Regions from separate parts of the Gossypium hirsutum genome. Here all the other regions are linked to region 2. A link is a contact called in public Hi-C data. All regions are on one chromosome and are shown on one strand. Each heading gives the region's core, a stretch centred on a gene start, on an enhancer-like site or on the middle of the called end of the contact. The rest is flanking DNA. Distances are from core to core; before and after follow the strand shown. Region 1 holds the start of LOC107951298 (protein NTM1-like 9). Region 2 holds the start of LOC107951383 (B3 domain-containing protein Os03g0120900). Region 3 holds the start of LOC107951381 (metal tolerance protein 1).

Evidence for each region. Hi-C and Micro-C count contacts between places; a contact is called where the count stands out from the background.
Region 1: a contact with region 2 is called in a Hi-C map of leaf, with 2.3 times the contacts expected there. The contact joins the promoter of LOC107951298 here to the promoter of LOC107951383 in region 2. A contact is called at or near these places in 16 of 34 Hi-C or Micro-C datasets (anther, callus, hypocotyl and 3 more).
Region 3: a contact with region 2 is called in a Hi-C map of leaf, with 1.9 times the contacts expected there. The contact joins the promoter of LOC107951381 here to the promoter of LOC107951383 in region 2. A contact is called at or near these places in 2 of 34 Hi-C or Micro-C datasets (both in leaf).

What each region holds. Positions count from the first base shown.
Region 1 is chrA02:42,110,228-42,113,667 of Gossypium_hirsutum_v2.1, forward strand. It overlaps LOC107951298 (protein NTM1-like 9), which reads left to right and starts at 2,110. Exons shown (of 6, transcript XM_016886298.2): 1 at 2,110-2,793; 2 at 3,089-3,371. The coding sequence starts at 2,771.
Region 2 is chrA02:42,332,114-42,335,424 of Gossypium_hirsutum_v2.1, forward strand. It overlaps LOC107951383 (B3 domain-containing protein Os03g0120900), which reads right to left and starts at 2,002. Exons shown (of 1, transcript XM_016886424.2): 1 at 1-2,002. The coding sequence starts at 1,343. The coding sequence ends at 147.
Region 3 is chrA02:42,471,520-42,474,594 of Gossypium_hirsutum_v2.1, forward strand. LOC107951381 (metal tolerance protein 1) reads right to left here and starts at 1,534. Exons shown (of 3, transcript XM_016886421.2): 1 at 1,297-1,534; 2 at 914-974.

The DNA.
Region 1 (3,440 bases), core at 860-3,359, 220 kb before region 2:
AAATATTATAAAAATATTAAAATTAATATAAACTCATAGAAATTATAAAAAACATAAGCTGGACCAGTTTGCTCAAATTCGACTATGGGGAAAGCCATTAAACCAATTGACATAGGAATCAATCGATCAAATCGATTTTTTATTTTTAAATTTTTTTTATCAAACTAAAATTTTATTCTCCAACTATTAGCATATGTCAGAATGAAATATTCTAACCAAGGTTTTTAGAATTGGATTGGTGGTTGAACTAGTAAAGCCACCAATTTGCTAGTTGGACTAAAACATTTAAAAATAAAAAAAAAAACTAGTTTAATGGTTTGGTTCCCAAGTCAAACGGTCTAATAGTTTTCTTTGAATCAATACCCTTGTTGATTTCGATCTAATCAGTCCAATTGATTGATCCGATTCAATTCAGGTTTTTATGATTTTATATAAATTTTAATACTTTTTATTCTTTTTATGATTTTATAGAATTTTAATACATTTTTATGAAATTTTAAATATGTTTTATTAATTTATAATTTATTAGATTTATTATATTTTTGATAGTATTTATTAATTTTTATAATTTTTAAAAGTTTAAATCAATTTTCATATATTTTTTAATTTTTATATTTTTTTGATATTTTTACTATTTTTATAATTTTTTTCTGATTTTTATAATTTTTTAATATTTTAATGGGAAAAATATTAGTTTTCAATATTTTAATGAGAAAAATATTAGATTAACCCAGAAGTTGCAGCATATCACCATTTGATTAGTTCATCAATTTATTTTAACGGTCAACGTGAACAATGACAGGAATTGTTAACGGATGGGCTTAATTGATTATTTTAGTTAATAGAAATGACTTAATTGAGTGCAAATTTACTGCATAAACTTAATTGATTTTTTTTTGCATATTTTAAGGACTATTTTTGACAAATTGTCTTCTTTCAAAAAACATAAGACCATCTTTTTAAGAAAAAAAACTCCCTTATAAGTAATATAATATTTAAAATTGAGTAAAATATTATTATAGTAACAATAAATTTTAATTTTAAAAATATTAAAATATTGATATTTAATATTATAATATTATTTTGATAATAGATTTCAATATTAATAATTATTTTAAATTTTAAATAGTATTGAAATATTTTTTTATTAATTTATTGTTATTAAATATATAAATGATAATTTCTAAATATTTAGTAATAATATTTTAATAGTATAAATGAATATTTGTTTTCATTTATCCTTTTGGCTCCGGTGTTTCACCATCCAACATCATACCTATAACTTCAAATTAAGTTAATATTAAATTTATAGGAGATAATATAGTTATTACTAGTTTGTCAAACGGTAATATTTCCATAATATTTTATAATTTATATTATGCATTTTTTATTTAAAAACTTTGAAAAATGATTTTTTAAAAAAACCAAATGATTACGTGAAATCATCCAAATATCATAAAAAATCAAAATTTTTCTATAAGCAATTTTCAGTCAAAGTTTAAGATTTTTTTACTTTTAGAATTTAGTCTTTATTTTTTTATTTTTAATAATTTAGTCTTTTTACTTTTTAAATTTTAAATTTTAGATTTAATTATTAATTTGTTAATTTTTTTTTAAATTTGTTGACACGATATTTTGAAAATTTAAAAGAAAGTCTCACTTCACGATTATGTAACAGAAAATAACATTTGCAATGAATCTGAATTTAATAGAAAATTTCATGGTATTAACAATTGAACATATATTTTTAAATTTGAAAAGCAGAGGGACTAAATTCATTGAAATGAAAATAAGAGGAATAAAGTTCAAATGTACAAAGAATACAAGGACTTGGAGCAGTTTTTAACCTTAATTAATATATTTTGAAGTTTAGTAGTAATTTTAGAATCTAAATCTGGTTGCAAGTAATCCATATATATAGAACACTAGAAAAGCACGTGAATGAATCAAAAAAAAAGTTTCTGGGCAAATATCACAATATTATAGCCAGCCGGGCGCACGAGGCAAAATAAATTTTTCCTTTTTCTGTTTTAATAAAAACCAATAGAAAAAGCTTGAACTTTACTGAGACTATAAAAATACGAAAAGGCTTGCGTGATAAGCTAACTCACTGTGCTCCTTTTCCTCAGTGCAACATTACAATGAAAAGACGTGGACGGTATTATCCAAAAAGCAAGAAGCAAAAAAAAGTGACAAAAGCGTAGAGAGGGTATTTTGGTAATTGTGTAGGATCTAGTGCTCCATTGCCTTAGCCTACGCTGGAAAAGGAGGAAAAAGGAGCTCAATTATTGGGTGGCTCAATTCGCCGTCCACACCGGGGTTTTTTCTACGCTGTGGGCGCCTCTCATCGTCTTCCTCTTGTAATGCGCTTCAGTCTCCACCAATGGTAGAGCGACACGGCTGCAAAAAGGGACCGGACATGGTCACGTGATTACTCACACATGATTTTTTTTTTTCACATTTACTTGGCTTTGCGGCTTTACCCTAAGACGAAAGCGACCTGACGGAGCTCTCAACTGAAAATCAACTAATTTACCTTCCTAAGTAATCTAGTTGGATAGTCACTGAAGAAGAAGAAGACAATTTTACTCAGAATCGAGAATTTTTTTTTTGAAAACTAGCAAAGGATGGCAGTTTTAACGATGGAAACGTTGCCTTTAGGGTTTAGGTTCAGGCCGACTGATGAGGAGCTCATCAATCATTACCTTAGATTGAAGATCAACGGTCGTCATTCCGAGGTTGGTGTCATTCCTGAAATCGATGTCTGCAAATGGGAGCCATGGGATTTGCCTGGTATTTCTTTTTTCTCTTTTTCTTTTGCGTAAGAAAGAAATTATTGGTTTAAGTATTGTTTTGATTCTTTGATACCTTAGCCTTAGCCAAAGCGTCAGCTGGAAATTTTGCTTTATTCGCTCAATATATGAAATTAATATACATTTTATTTCATAAATTCGATTCCTACAACTTGCAATTTGAGGTAAACTTACGGTTTTTTTTTTTTTTGAAATTCCTCTCTGCGAAAAAAAGTTTTTATGTTCCAAAATTAGTTAAATTCTGAATTTTTATTACTGGGATGGTTGAATTTAAGTACAGGACTGTCGGTGATAAAATCGGACGATCCAGAGTGGTTCTTCTTTTGCCCGCTTGATAGGAAGTACCCGAACAGCCATCGTTCCAACAGAGCTACGGATAAAGGATATTGGAAAGCAACGGGTAAGGATCGAACCATTAAGTCTAAAAAGTCACTGATTGGCATGAAGAAGACTTTGGTTTTTTACAAGGGCCGTGCTCCCAAGGGCCAGCGTACTTACTGGATCATGCATGAGTACCGTCCCACTACAAAGGACCTTGATGGCACCGCCCCTGGCCAGGTTTTCCTTCTTAATTTTTAGGCTTGCTGTTCTTAGTTAAGGGTTTGATTCAAATAAAAACAAGAATGT
Region 2 (3,311 bases), core at 752-3,251:
TATCAGCATTTGCATGTTTCCACAGCCGGGTCTTCTCCTTCATAAGAATTAAGAACTGGTAAATTGAAGAAAAAAGTGGATTAGCAGGTAGCCTTTGCAGAATGTAGGGTGTTTTACGGTGGGGAATTGATAAATTTGTCCTGGTGTTATATATCAAAATCCAATGACAAGGAAGCCTTCCCTTTGTTGGCATTAAGAAAGTCAATAGGCGGTAGTACTGGGGTGCCATTGTAGAGCCTTAATTGAAGAGGATGTTGGGATGATGAAGAAAGTTGTGGACTTTGTGATGCCATTGTAGTATTTGGTATTGTAGTTGTAGATAACATTTCAGGGTTATGCGACTCCGGTATGGGGCATTCCATGTTAACCCCGAAAAGCCTTAACCTCTTCGCTGCTGCTGCACCCGTGCCTTGGACCACCGGCACCGAATCAAACACAATTGGCTCTACCACTACGCCTGGCTGCTGCTGCCACTCCATCGTTGGGGCTGCTGCTGATCTAAAAAACAATACCGATCCCATTGTACCTCCTGGATTCACCACATTGTTTCCAGTTGGAAAACCACCGTAGTAGCTGTTTCGGTTCAGAGGGTTTATCTGTGACAATTGAAAGCGATCTCTTGCTGTTGGTGGTGGCCGCATTAGTAATGGGCTCCATGGGGTATTTGAACGGTGCAAAGGCAAGTGGTGCGTATGGGGATGGAAAGAAACTGGGTCTGGTCCATCAGGTCTCCTCCTCCAATCGATAAAAAGACGGTGTTTCTCCAACTCGCCGACCCCTCTCTGGAAAGAAATTATATCGCCCGCATCAAGTTTCTTATCCTTGACGAAACGGCTCCATCCTTTGGTCATAACATAGCTTTGGCTGCTGTTCCAATAAGAGTACCTGAACCTCCATGGCTTCCCATTCCTGTCCTCGAAATTCAACAAAAGGCCTTTCTCATTGGTGGAAGAATCCAAGGGGAAATGCTTCTCGGCGTGTTGTTTTGGGATAACAAGTCTGTTCAGTTTCCCTACATCGCTTGGGGTAACTACTTTGTCGAACAATTGTTCTTTCTCGATGTTGGCAGCACTTGCACTAAGGGTTGAATCAGCTTCAGTACTTGCAGTTGCAGTAGCTGTTTCGTTATCTTCTTCAGGTTCGTACCTGTTGTTCAACCAGTTGGTACTCATTTGACGGTGGTGACCGTCGTGAATCTGATGAGCCTGTGCCTCCCATCGAGTGTTGCTAAGAGGAGGAGCCATCTGGGTTTTATGCTGAGAAGAAGAAGATGAAGGAGAAGAAGATGATGAAGAGTATGAAAAAGGAAACTTATTACCTTCTTCATTAAACCCAAAATCCATGACTTTTCTTTCGAGATCTAGACACAATAAAGATGAGGAAGATGAAGAATCAAGTATCAACCAAACAAAACCTAAAAACAAAGTAAAAAAAGAAAAAAGTGGGGACTAATCGAACCAGTTGAGATTAGAAAAAAAAAACAAACAGACACACAGACAAAGGAAGAACACCGGGAACTATGCCATGTTACTACTTGTTATAATTTACTAGTAGAACTTTAATTTTCCTAGGGTTGAACGACTATTCAGGAGAGAAACAAGAACAGGTCTTTTAGCTTAAGCTAAAACAATTTCATCTCTCTCTCCCTACAATGAGAAGAAAGTCAGTGATTCCTTCTTTGACCAACAAGATGATCTAACACCCAAACACGAAAACAAGACTTGGAGCACAAAAATATCACACATCCATCTTCCAACTTCATCTAGTTGTTGACCTTGAAACAAGAGATAAACTATCGCAAGAAAAAGAAAAAGAGAAAAAGAGGCTTTAACTTTATTTATTTTTATATATATCCAGGGGGAAGAACCTGATGAACCTCCCTCGAACCTTCTCCAGCTACCTTTCTAATTTATGTTATTGAGGCTTAATTAAGCCCTTTTTTTTTCTTTTCTTTTACTCTGGGTTTTCCTTGTTAGAGAGATTGAAAGGGAGAGAACATGTTTAAGTAATAAGTTTATACGTAGGGACCCCATGTATTACTGGTTGGGGCTCATGTGAGCTTGTACTGTCATAATCCCGGGTGCTATGCAATATTATTTTAGTAATTTTATTTGTAGGAATAAAACTATATATTAAATAAAGCCAGCTGTTGTGTATATTACTCTTTTCTATCTTTATTCTTACACATTTTTTTATCAAATTCATATAAATATTTTCATAATTGAAAGGTGATGTAACTATTAGTAACAGGAACTTTGGGGGGGGGTTAGGGTTTTGACTTGAAAACAAAAAAAATAAGCTCTTTGAATAAGATCCGTACAGGCCACTCTGCTATGGTGGCCATCCAGATGGAAAACGATATTTATCATCTTCATTCAATATTTAGTCCCTCAAAGGTATATGAAATTAAACAAAAATAAAATAAAATAAAATAAAAGGAAAAGAAAGGATTTCTTATTTCCCACGGAATTGGTGCAGGCAGCGCATGCAGTCTCAAATGGACCCATTCAATTTAGCCACGCCTTTTATAATTGGCTTTTTTTTTGTCTGTTCTTCAAACCCTGTCTAAATCTTACAACCAATCAATTCCTTATCATCAAAACCTCAAAAGTAAACACACTAATTTAACTTCAATCACATATTAAGTGTACAATATTTTGAGTAAAAGTTCAAGCGGAGCCTTTTATATTAGGGGATAATAGATTGTATTTTGTTAACTTCGCTAAAACATGAGTAAATTGATTATTATACGTTATAACTAGATGCACGTGATATATCATATGTACTGTTTAATTATTTCGTCAACTACATCAATTGTTAAGAGTAAAAATAAATAAATAAAATTTAGTAGGAATGACCAGTTTACTCTTTAATTTAATAATTTTTCTATTTTTTGAGTAAAATAAACAAAATACAATTTAATTCTTGATACAAAGACTTTTACAATACTTTTACCAAAATTTTCAGGTAATTATTTATATATCTACGTGGCTTTTAATTTTGAAACCCCCGCACCGCACCTTATAACACAGTCTTCTTTGCTTTCTCAAAGTAAAAATAACATAAAATTAACAATGCCAATTATGTGGGTATGAATGATATGAATTGAAGCTGGTGGATTCTTTGCCTTGCTGATATATACATATATAGGATAAAGGGTAGGGTGGGATATTTCCATGATATACTATAGTTCAGGTAACATTTAATATATAATTATATTAGTCAGATTGATAATGTGGAATAATAATAAAATAATATTTAATCGAAGTGCATTAATGCAAGGAAAAATATAGATATCTTGTAATAATTAC
Region 3 (3,075 bases), core at 284-2,783, 140 kb after region 2:
TTCCCCATATGACAAAACGGTACCCTGACCACTATATGTAGATGCCTAATAGAAGTTTCATTTCACCATTTATTTAACCAAAATGCATTGCTGTAGAAAACTTAGATTACTAAATCCTTTCTTATGTTTCTCATACCCAATTGCTTCAAAATGAATTTCCTTGAAAAGTGGCAAAAATTGCTAGCGTAGCTAGTAATTTGTTGTGTCAAAGGAGAAAACAAGAAATGGAAAAAAAGAAAAAAGAAAATACCATCTTCAGTATCAGGTCATTGTAAACACTAAAGACTGCAGGGAAAACTGCAGAGACGCAGGTGTTAGGCAAAAGGGCACCATTGATGGGAGATTTATGTCGTAACGCAGAAGATTTAAGATAATGGAGATTACTTAAAGGGCATTAGAGTGTATGTTTGAGTTCCTTTAAAACTCTATCTAACTGCATATTGCGTAGTGTTTGCCTTTCAATTATAAGACAGCCATATATGTTAGGCCTTGAAACTCTTTTATTAAAAAAGGGGACAAAAATAAGAGGGCAGAGAGGAATTATTCAAGTCTTCAGATTCTAAAATTCTACTGAAGAATCAAAAACAAACTCAGCAGCATACATCACAATAGCATCCCATATTTTATTTGAAAGAGAAGAAAAAAAAATACTTCACAAGGCAGCCTACAATAAATAGTGTTATATACATGCATGCATAAATACACCCATATATATACTTGTATGTATCCATGTATATATATATATCCATATTGTAGCAGTTTTAAATACTATGATCAAATAAAGATGAAAAGAAATTCCAAAAATAATCATTCACAATCAATTTCAACGAAAAAGATTTAGTCATTTACAGCATGGAAATAAAGAATTTTCAAAGAAACCATCGAATAATCAAATAAAAGAAAAAAGAATTACCTTCTTTAGTCGTTCTTCGTTTCTGCTTTGGATTACTGCAACCTTTTCTGGAAACTAATCCCTAAACGCAATATGGAAAAACAAATTTAAATTTCTATACATATATATATTTCTTTTTTGCGTACATAAAGAATGAGTAAACATGAAAAGAAAATTTATACAGTTTTTAATATTGGTGTTCGAACTTCTAAGGGAAAACCAATTTTTATTTTTATTTTTATTTTTTTCTGGAGAAATCGAATAAAGTTACCTTCAATCAAAATGGTTTCTTTCAGGATCTGGGAAAAGTGGGGAGAAAAAGATAAAAACCCAGATTCCTGATATTCGCTGCAATAAAAAAACAAAGTTGAAAAGTAAGAAAATGAAAGAGAATAAAATAAGACCTTGGATTGGAGTAATCTTTGAGGTTGTGAGAGTTTTAACAATGGCAGTGGCTCCACCAGATTGCAATGAAAGCAAAAAGAAAAGAGAAGAACTATTATTTTTTGGTTCAAAACTAGGAGCAATTGTTAATAATTCTGAATTAAGTATTTATAGGTATAATTTTGAAGACGGAATTTGGAGTACCTGTAGGAACAGTCTTTATAGCTTCACAAATTTTTTGTTTTATTTTTATAGCTTCTCCCTTTAGGGTTTGTTCCTATTGGCTTATATTGTTTTTTGTTTTGGAATTCATATCATTATTAAATTGCTAATTTGATTTAATTTTTAAATGTGAATGTAATAAATAAAAAGTTATTAAATTGTTTTTAAATATCAAAATTTTATACTCGAAACAGAACCATACACATCTAAATGAATTGATGCATATTAAAATTTAAAAAAAAAATAAAACAAACAGAACATAAACAGCTGAATACTAATTTAGAATTGAAAAAAACAAGAAGCAATTTTTGGCACAAAGATTTGTTTTCCTTTTTTGTTTTTTTTTCTTTTTGGTACAAAGATTTATTTTCCTTTTTTGTTTTGTAGTCGGTAAACTCCTTATGATGGAGCTTTCCAATTTTATATTTAATACTTGGCATAATTGTAAAATTTATCCTTTAATATTTTTATTTTTATTAATTTAGTCATTTTTTAGTTAAATTTAATTTTTTATTTTTCAAAATGAGTCAAATCATTTCTTTAACATAAATGTTTATTAAAATATTAAATTTTTAACGACATTAACCTAACAACCCACGATGATACCGAAATGAGTTAGAAAATGTTAGTACAAATCTCCAATTAGGAAAATCTCAAACACATGAACGAAACCCGAATAGAAAAAGAAGAAATAGGATAAGGCTCCAAAGCATATATCAAGCCACTATCTTTAAGGTTATATTCGCCTTCACCTATCTTCGGTGTGCAAACGAGTTTCAAGCAAATTAACCTTAAGGATGTAATGAAGCCAATGACTATTTGCGTTTTGCACTGACGATAATAGTCCACTGAGCACTAAGCAATATATAACAAGAAATTCAATTTCTACAAAGAATTTCTATAGTAAATCTTTATAGAACAATCTAATAATATTAGAAAATGAGGAATAATAGAAAGAACTTTTAGAACTTATTGTTGTGATTTCCAAAAGAAATCTCATTCCTATATATTAGAATTTTCATGTCTATTCGTAGATACATCTTTCAATAGGTGTCTTTATGAATAAATAAATAATAATAATAGTAATAATAATAATAATTCATTTAATTTTATAACTATTCAAGTACTATTGTTTGAATAGTTAGAATTCTTTTTCAAAAATCAAATGATATAACTTTTAACCAATGATCAAAATATTTATCTTTTGCTTAATTACACTTATTCATTTATAGTTATTGGAATACTATAAATATTTGAAAATGTTCCAACAATCTCCCCCTATTTTCAAACTATTTTAGATTTTGATATTCTTGAAAATTAATTTGCATAAATGAATGTGTCTTACGATTGAACCTCCACTTAGTGAAAATATGTTAAAGTTAATCGAAATTGCATGGTAGACTAAGCTTTGAACCAACTATTCCATTTGATTAACTGAACACATCTCACACAATGATTTCAACATTAGTCAATGCATAGTATTTAGAGACACTATTATGGTCATGTATCTGTATCTTCTTTTCATGAGTGTTGTCAGAGCCAAGCCCTTGAGCTCCTAAAGCGGCCACACTTCTACT